Linked DNA regions of Mus musculus: all the other regions are linked to region 2. Evidence: chromatin contacts called from public HiChIP or PLAC-seq data. All regions are on one chromosome and are shown on one strand. The core of a region is the stretch at or near the end of the contact, and the rest is flanking DNA. Distances in the headings are between cores, read along the strand shown. Region 1 has its middle 3.9 kb from the start of Gm36660. Region 2 overlaps Rad51b (RAD51 paralog B). Region 3 has its middle 34 kb from the start of 4933435C09Rik.

Region 1 (3,166 bases), core at 554-3,053, 670 kb after region 2:
ATAAGTTGGACTGCAGAGGCGACGCTACAGTAAAGATCATGGCTGTTCTACCAGATCAATTCCCAGTACCCACATGGTGGCTCACAACCACCAGTGACTACAGTTCTAGGGGATCCAACACCCTCTTCTGTCCTCCACAAGCACTAAATTCACAAGCTATACACAAACAAGCCTGCTGGCAACACCCCTCAACACATAAAACAAACAAGTTATAACCATAAGAAAAACCTTTGAACTGTTGCCAGCTCATAACGACTTAAAATATTGTTGGAAAATAACCTTTTTGTCACCAGAGCACATCTTGAGTTCATGTTTGTTGGCTAGATGTGGCCCAGGAAAATTGATCTTCTTTCTGTTTATTTCTCTTTGGCTTCTACTGAGGAATGATTGGGCCATGGAGACAACAGTGGGAGAAGTGCAGAGAAGGGAAGTCATTCTGTGAATGACTTCACCCTGTGACAGGAACCTGGCATTTTATCCGCTCGTTTTACCTCTGCTAAGATTAAAATCAGGACCCCATAGAATGGAACACAGGGCTCCCAATATAGGAGCTAGAGAAAGTACCCAAGAGCTGAAGGGGTCTGCAACCCTGTAGGTGGAACAACAATATGAACTAATCAGTACCCCCAGAGCTCATGTCTTTAGCTGCATATGTAGCAAAAGATGGCCTAGTCAGCCATCATTTGGAAGAGAGGCCCCTTGGTCTAGCAAACTTTATATGCCCCAGTATAGGGGAACCCCAGGGCCAAGAAATAGGAGTGAGTGGGTAGGGGAGCAGGGTGGGGGGAGGGCATAGGGGACTTTTAGGATAGCATTTGAAATGTAAATGAAGAAAATATCTAATAGAAAAAAATATGGGAAAAATTTTTAAATTTTTTTTTTTTAAAAATCAGGACCCCTTTCGATACTATTGAACACAGCTGAGTAACATTATCATTGTACATATGTCGTTGATTGACTGATGGATTGGGAGACAAGGTGACTTTTGGTAAAGTGCAATGACAATCTGCCAAGAGCCCTGGTCCCCTAAACACCAGTACAATACCATTCCTGACACAACCTTAGACTTCTTCAATTCACATAGTAGACATGTCTGCCAGAGAGGCTCCTGACTCCAGGACCACTGGAGAGAAGCCTGCTACCAGGAGGGCCAGAAGGGCCTGATTGCCTACTGGATCCCAGCCTCCAAGGGCAGTGGTTTGAGGAGAGCCTTGTTCTCTGGCTTGTTGGTCTTACACTAGCTTCAGACCCTTCGTGGAATTGTCCCTTCAACCAGGAAAGTCAACGATACTCACCTAAGAAGATTTTAACTCTACCTAGGTCTGAGCAATGGCAGATAAATACAGTCAGTCCTCTGCAGCAAAGATGAGGGAACACAGAGCACCTTTGTGGTGCCTGAGGCCAACTGCATGCAGCTACTTCTTTCTCCACTTTACTGAAACAAAGTGAAGAACTGGGATCCCCCAGGGAGCTCTCCCTTGAGAAGGTCTCCAACCAACCTCCCAAAAGGGCTCCTCCTGGGGCCTCACTCCTTCCACTAATCAAGGTTTCCTCTGTTTCTTCTGTATCCCATAGGTGCAAGTAGGTTTTGGGAGACATTTATTCATTCAATTCCTGAACAAGACAAGTTAGGATCATCTCCTGTATGTCTAGGCTGTCCATCTACAGCTATCTCAGCACAGCACATCCATAGTCAGTGCCCCTCTGCATTGGTACCTGGATATTGGACTATTGTCCATCCATAGAAGAATCCTCCTAGCCTAGCACAGCCACTCAGACACAATTGCTGTTGGTCTTTACTAGTTCGGCTTGATGTTTTGCATGCTTTCTGCTTGGCTGGTTTTTATGCCACAGCTCCCTTCAGAAGGTCTCCAATTCTACAGATGAAAAATTTAAGGCTCAGAGAAGTGAGATGCCTTGACCAAGGTCACCTATTTTACAGAAGGCAGAGAGGGCCACGAGATTAACTCAGGTCTATCTGGTACCCAAAACCATGAATTCTTCTAGATCAGCTGCCTCCAAAATCTCAGAGTACAAGTAACACGGGAAACCCTCTGGGTCCGGGGCTACAAAGACCATTTTCTCTCTCTCTCTCTCTCTCTCTCTCTCTCTCTCTCTCTCTCTTACACACACACACACACACACACACACACACACACACACACACTTTTCCTACCCACCATTCCACCAGAGAAGCCCAGTTCTTCTGGGACCCAGATAGGGGTCTCAAAGCCCAAGCACAGAACTTTCTATTGCTGTTCTGGGAGCATGGGAAGCGGGTGTTTTTCTTCCTGGAGGCCTGGGTGGCTGTTTCCTACCGTGATCTGCCCTGGAGAATGGCCGGAAGAAGTGGCTTCCGGCTGAGGCAGTCTCTTCCCACCCAACAGAAAAAAAAAAGGATTTTTTTTTTAATCCAAAGTAGCAACTACTTTGCTTTGCACTCGGACAGTGAGAAAGAGTCAGGAATGGATGAGCTTGGGGGAGTTATTACATTTGCTTTTAGTATAATTGATCTGATTAATTGTATGAGTTCACATTTGTGTGAGTTCACACTTAATAATGGTTGACTCACAAAATACCTGGACATTTAGCAATCTGCTCTCATGAGCCAATACAATAAAGAACCAATTACTTCTTAAGGCTGTTGTAAAACTAATGGGATAATGCCCATGTCCTCTAGCCGGGTGCTGGAACCAGCTGAGCCATATTGGGCAAATTTCCTAACCACTCTGTGCTTCAGGTCTTGGCCATCTCTAAAACGAGGCTGTTGCCCGAATCATAAGTGAGTGTGCATATGAAGAACCACAGTGAGACCTGGTGACAATAGTGCTCACAAAGGTACAGGCACTGTCCTGGGCAGCCCCTCCCAGCCTGTACAAAGCTGGTATGCAAAGCATTTCCCTTGCCTCCACCTCATCTGAGCCCCACTCCTGTCGCCCAGCAGGTGGTTGCTGATATTCCTCCAGGCGCTTCCAGAAGAGGGTAATCTAGCCGAGGCAAGCGAGAGAAAAATTACCTAAGAGTTCTGTGAGCGAAGCAACAGCAAAGCCCGTTGTTGTGGGGGCATATGGGAGATACCCAGTGAGCCTTTCAGATAATGAGAGTTAAATTTCATCGAACAGCCCCACTACCTGCCCGAGGGGACTGACCCATCTCTGGATGATCT
Region 2 (2,838 bases), core at 133-2,632:
CTCCTCCCCCCAACTCAGAGTTGGCCTGTTTGAACAAAAACAGAGCCTGACAGGTTCACACATTTGAGCAAAACATGTCTGCCTATCAGGGACTCTGTCCATAGCTACTAAGGATAATTAGGAAATACTGTCTTTAGGGGATTCTTATAACTAGGAAGAAAGGGAAAACTAGACACTTAGCAATGATAATGTATGTAGCAATAATCTCTCTTTTGGTCTAATAGGGTTTTGGGCTTTTTGTTTGTTTGTTTGTTTGTTTGTTTGTTTTTTGTTTTGGAATTGATGTGTCTTTTTTTCTATTCTAAAAACGAATACAAAAGTTGACAAGCTTGAGATGGCATGTAAACTCTCTGGTCCAAATCTAAGCAAGATGATTGTAAGCCTCCTCGTCCTTCTTCCCTTTCTCAGTTTTCAAACTATCAGTGTCTAAAAACCATCTGACATTAGAAACTTACTCCAGGAATACATTTTTATGATAAAAACTAATCAAGAAGTACAGAGGACTAAAAAAGTGGGGATATAAAACCAAACTTAACCGTCCCTTGTTAGCATTTCTTGGCATGCATCTGTTAACATTTAATATTTATAGTATGCCATTGGTAGTGGGGCTGGAGAGTCGTAACGATCGTACCGTCGTGTGACTGTGTTCCCTGTCACTGACCTGTACACTTGAGAGTATTTAAAATAATCTATTTTGTATATATTGAGCTATAGTAAGAAACAAGAGTGGGCATACAGCTTTGTGACAGAATGTTTGCCTAGCGTGTGCAGGGCCATCTGTCCAGTCACCGGCGCCATAGAAGACAAAACCAAAGCAGACCATGGATTGTTTACAAAAATGATATCGTATTCAGCATAGTACCTTGTACTGTGCCTTTGTGTTCAAAATGAAAAGAGAACACCTTTGCGTGTAAATAAATACAATTTTGAAGCATGATTTGGTGACCAAGTATTTACTTTAACCTTTGGCTGGGCTGCCTTTCTTCAGAGGATGTTGAACAAATGAGGAGTGTTGTTCTGGTCCTTTTAACGTGGGTTTACAGAGAGCTTCGTGATGCGTGGAGAAGGCTGAGCACACAGCCAGATGTGGCAACAGAAACTTGCTTAGCTCCCTAAATGGTGTCTGCTTGTTCAAATGATTCTAAATAAACTACTTTGCTCAGCTGGGGTCAATGTGGCAGTTTCCATCCCCAGTTTGTTTGTTTGTTTTTATTTTTTGTATAAAAGGATTTCTTTTCTCTCTTTCTCAAATTCATACTTTTCTTGGATTTCTCCCCAACTATGTTACTGTGGTGTCAGAAGAGCCAGGGTGAAGGAGAACATACATGGTGTGCCACAGTTTGAGAGTTCCTCGGCACAAGCATCATGTTAATTGAAGCAGGCATGGCTCCTGGCTTGGCCTTGGGCAAGCCGCTTTCAGAACCATTCTCCCTGATGTGAGGTCTGGCTGTCCCCTGAGATAGTTTCCCTCCAGCCACTCTTGAGAGGATGCTTGCTGTTTTCTGTTGTCTTACTTCCTGCTGTGGTTGCCAGGTCTTCCTAAGTCTTCGCTGCCTCTCAGATGACCACGTTTTTCCTGTGCTGGAAATGTTCTGTTTGGGTAAACTAGCATGTACTCCTCTCCTGGTCATCTTTACCAGCTGACCTCAACTCTGCAACTCCTCTCCTCTCTCCCCTCTTCCTTCCTCCCTGTACCTTCGGAGTCCCCTACAACTCTTGTAATACCCTCTTTAATCTTCTTTTCAAAACCTCATCTTTGAGACCTTTTTCTTCTCTGACACTTTCCTCCATCTGTCACACCTCAATCCCCTCTTTGTCCTGCATGATTTGTCTGAATATGTGGGCACTTTCCCCTTTCTGACCACAACATCTGTTTTTCTAATATATATACTAACTACTCAACCTGAAGGAACCTTGTGATTCTAAGGAAGAAGTTTGCTGCTATCCCCACTGCCCTACTTTATATCCCACAGGTCGTACCTCCAACTTCTCTCTTGTCAATGGTAACTCTTTTACCCTACTATCAGGTACCTGAGCCTACTGAGCTCCCAGCCGTAGATGACATGGGTATTCTGCAGCTGCTCCTGAGCTGCTCAGTTCATTGAAGAAAACTATAGAGTGAGATTTATGGTACTGGCCTACAGTTTCGGAGGTTTAGTCCATTATCATAGCAGTCAGACGTGGTGCAAGAGAAGGAGCTAAGAGTTCTATATCTTGATCCAGGAAGAGACTGTCTTCAGCAGGTAGCCAGGAGGACATTCTCTCACCCTGGACAGAAGTTAAACATAGGACTTCAAAGCCCACCCCCACAGTGACACACTTCTTCCAAAAGGTCACACCTACTTCAACAAGTCCATACCTCCTAATAGTGCCACTTATGGGCCAAGCATATTCAAACCACCACATTGGGCAAGGTATATGAGATTTCTCAGCCTCAGTTTCCTTGTATGTTAGATGAAGATAATAAACCTTGTGCCTTGGAGTTGTTGTAAATGTTAAAGGGGATAAGATAGATTCTGAGAGATGTCTGAGAAATTAAGAGTACTGGCTGCTCTCCCAGAGGACTCAGATTTGGTTCCCAGCACCCACATGGTGGTCCAAAGTCATCTGTAACTGTCATAACAGGAGATGTGACAACAGACATGGAAATGGCGTATAGATACATGCATTCAGGCAAAACAAAATGATTTTTTTTTAAAATTTAAAAAGTGAGAAGACACTTGGAATGCTAAATTCTGTGGCTGGTTTGTTGAAAGGCCTTTTGCTATGATCACATTCTTTCTCTTGTGCCCTGCCCTATTCTTTCATAGAAAGAAAGTTTGTCCTGCTTCATCTGAG
Region 3 (3,222 bases), core at 308-2,807, 550 kb after region 2:
AGGCTGCACTGATTTAATAGAAATTTTGGGAGGCTTGGTGGAAAAGATACAAGAGATTGTGAATCAAAAAAAAAAAAAAAAAAAGCAATGGTAATGCTATTTTACTTCCAAGGAACAGAGTGTCCCCTTCAAGCATGCATACAGGCTGCTTGCTTACCTCCTTCTTGTTAGATGAGTGAACTTTCAAGAGAGCAGTGAATACAAGAAGATCAGGGTGCCTAGAGACACTGCCCCTGTGGGACTCAGCCCAGCTCCCTAACAAGGAACAAAGCCTCATGTTAATGTGCTGAAAGGAACAGTGCAGAGAAGTGCAGGAGAAGTGCAGAGACTACGAAGGTTTCACAGTCCCAGGTGACCAACAAGTAGACTAAGAGCAGGTATGGTGATAATGTAGTCCATTAATCTCAGCACTCTGGAGACAGACGGAGGAGAATGAGAATTTGAGGTCAGCCTGGGCTGCATAAAAACACTGTCTCACTGTTGGAGCAGTGGCTCAAGTTAAGAACACTGCTGCTCTTGCAAAGGACCTGGCTTGGGTAAGCTACCCCGTGGTAGCTTACAGCTGTTCATAACACCAATTCCCAAGAGTCCTCCTGCCCTCCACAGGGACTCCTGTGATGTGCATACATATAGACAGACAAACAGACACTCATAAAAGTTCAAAAAAAAAAAAAGACGATTCTGTCTCCAAAACTATTTAGGGCAGGAAAGAGGAGGAACCACATATCTAGCGGGACCTAACAGCCATTTTGAAGTTCTTAGACACTAAAGCCTTGCCTTTGCTCTCCAGAGGTCAACCCATTTGTTCTGAACCCCCCATTTTGTTACTCATGTCCTTCATAGGAGTCCTCTGACCCATTCTAATCTCTCCAGTCCCAACTCTGACAACAGTGCTCCCTACTTCCCCGAATGGTCCTTCACTCATCCTTTCACAAAGTAAATGCACTGTCCTCCAACCACAGACTTCTTGCCAAATTCCTCCTGTCCTTGGGCACAAACAACCCAGAAGTGCTCTCAGATCCAGAACATTGTTGGGGAGTGGGAGGGGTGAGTAGAAGGGCTATTCACCCTCCTGAGCCTATGATGGGATGTCTGGGCAGCTACTTCAAAAACACCAGGGCCTGAGACCTGTTCCAGGGATGCCACCCAGACGGGACACTGCTCAAAGCCGCCTCCAGTCCTGGGAACAAAGGTGAGGAACTCTTGACAGGGAAACTTAGCCCTACTTACTGGGTATGAATGATACCACTGGTCAGCCCTAGCTGAGAGGGGGTCTGGGCTCTGTTTTGTTCTTCTCTGTTCTAATCTTGATACTTTGACTACATTCTCATTCCCTGTGGCTTAGGCTGTAATGGTGAGAAGCAACAGTCTTAAAAACCTCAGAGGAGCCAGCTCAGAAGAGCACCTTTGGCCCACCTCCCTCAGTGCTATAACTAATGGGGGTACTTTTGCTACCACCTCCTGGTGAAACTGCTCTGGCACACATTAGGAATTCTGTCTCTAGGTCCTGTGGACTCTGAGCTTCTTGGGGCTGTGCCCAGAGTCCACTTGATAGAGAGCTGGGGTTTTGGTTTTTTTCCTGTGGGGCAAACTTCTCTGGTTAGGACACAACTGTCAGGGCATGGCTTGGCAGAGCTTCCATGCCAAATAGGGGTATGTGTATGTGTGTGTGTTCTTTTGTCTGATTTCCCAAATTCCAGGCAGGAAAGCAAGCTTTCTGTCTCTACACAGCTCCAGATCCCCCTACCAACATTTGCATTCCCCGGGTATGAAAGGAGTTGGTAGCAGGCCCCATGGAGGACAAGGCTGTAATTCAGCCAGGCCCCAGTGACATCCCAACCGTGAGAGTGCAGCTGGGGCAGCTTACGAACAGCGCCCGGGTCCCAGGGGGAAGTCAGCCCTGTTCTCCAGCCCACAAGCGCCTATTGTTCACTTTCTTGTTTTTCTCCAAATGTTTAGATGTGCTCAGAGCACAGAGAAGCCTGAAAGCAAGACCATTGGCCAGGGCAAGCCTGAAGCAGGGAAACCCACCGCTGGAACTCTGGGGCCCCACACTCCCTCCTCAGCTCTTCCTACTCCCCCTGCCATGCGCCGGACTCCGGATCCAGGGGTGGTCTCTTCCTGGCCAGGGCTGTTCAGAGAGCAGTAGGCTTGGATTGTTCAGCAAGTAAAGTATGGAATCCAGCTCAGACTGGCTTGCTTGACAGTCAGGCACAACTGTCCACATTAACTTGAGGCTGTCCAACGTGAGGGCTGGGAGAGTCTGGGCAAGTGCCTTTCTGATTCCCCGCCACTGACCAAAGCTGCTGAAGACAGGAAATAGTCACTGAGTGTCTGTCGGGGCCCCTCTCTGCATCAAGATTGTGACTCTGAGGTTTGACCTTCAGGGTTTGACAACTGGCCGCAGCAGCGCTTATTGCGTATGCAGACTCAGGCAACCTCTCAGCCTCTCTGAGCCTCAGTTTCCCTTCTTGGTAAAATTTACTTACTCTGTCTGTAGAGAGAGCTATGGGGACACTCAGACTCTATAGGCTATTCTTCCGGTTACCATTGGTTACCATGACCCAGTTTGGAAGTTGCCCCAGCGCTGGGAACAGTCACTTGTGAACCTTGATGTCCACTGTGAGTCAGCACAGCTATGCAGGAGCAGTAGCGCCAGAGGAATGAAGGATGGAGTGCCTCTCGATACCAGGGTATAGAGAACATGCTGGAAAGCCAGCCTTCTCCCCTCCCTCTCTCCTCTGCCCCAGATCCCTTTCTCTTGGGAGTTCATATTACCTGCCCTCCCCCAGGCCTGGGATTGCAAGCTTCCCTGCGTCTCCAGGCCCTAACAGACCCAGAGAAAACCCTCAACCTGGAAAATGCCCCTCCCCTACCATCCTGGCAGACATTACTGGTCAGGGCCCTGAACAGGGATGCAGGTGGGCAGAGGGAATTCCTACATCAAGGTGGGAATCTGGGTTTGGGATCCTCAGTAGAGTTATAAACATTGGTAATAGTGAAGCTTTTGCAATGAAGAGAGATGGACAGAGCAGGCAGGAGGTCCCTAGTAAGACCAGAGGGCTGCAATAGCAAGGTCTGAGTTCTAGCCTTTTATGTCTGCGGACAGTGCACATGCCCACATAGGGGCTTGGGAGGCTCTGCCTTCTCAAGAGACAGGACTTTATAAGATCCCCCTTCAGACTCATTAATCCTTATAGGAATAAGCTCCAGGGAGCCTGC

What was found. HiChIP or PLAC-seq counts read pairs in DNA pulled down with a chosen protein or histone mark.
Region 1: an H3K27ac HiChIP or PLAC-seq map of large pre-B cells shows a contact between it and region 2, with 5 times the contacts expected there. The contact joins two enhancer-like sites. A contact is called at or near these places in 2 of 115 datasets of contacts at active chromatin or transcription factors (cardiomyocytes and large pre-B cells) and 1 of 9 other capture datasets (embryonic stem cells).
Region 3: a contact with region 2 is called in an H3K27ac HiChIP or PLAC-seq map of large pre-B cells, with 3 times the contacts expected there. The contact joins two enhancer-like sites. A contact is called at or near these places in 1 of 484 Hi-C or Micro-C datasets (bone marrow-derived macrophages) and 1 of 115 datasets of contacts at active chromatin or transcription factors (large pre-B cells).

The regions. Positions count from the first base shown.
Region 1 is chr12:80,088,393-80,091,558 of GRCm38.p6, forward strand. No RefSeq gene overlaps it. Among named protein-coding and RNA genes, the nearest start is that of Gm36660, 3.9 kb to the left of the region's middle. Within about 2 kb of position 1,804, at least 25 of the 459 cell types and tissues checked have an H3K27ac peak or open chromatin away from gene starts, as enhancers often do.
Region 2 is chr12:79,422,714-79,425,551 of GRCm38.p6, forward strand. The region is part of intron 7 of Rad51b (RAD51 paralog B); the gene reads left to right. Among named protein-coding and RNA genes, the nearest start is that of Rad51b, 130 kb to the left of the region's middle. Within about 2 kb of position 1,383, at least 13 of the 459 cell types and tissues checked have an H3K27ac peak or open chromatin away from gene starts, as enhancers often do.
Region 3 is chr12:79,968,519-79,971,740 of GRCm38.p6, forward strand. No RefSeq gene overlaps it. Among named protein-coding and RNA genes, the nearest start is that of 4933435C09Rik, 34 kb to the left of the region's middle. RefSeq lists an enhancer at 112-3,222. Within about 2 kb of position 1,558, at least 130 of the 459 cell types and tissues checked have an H3K27ac peak or open chromatin away from gene starts, as enhancers often do.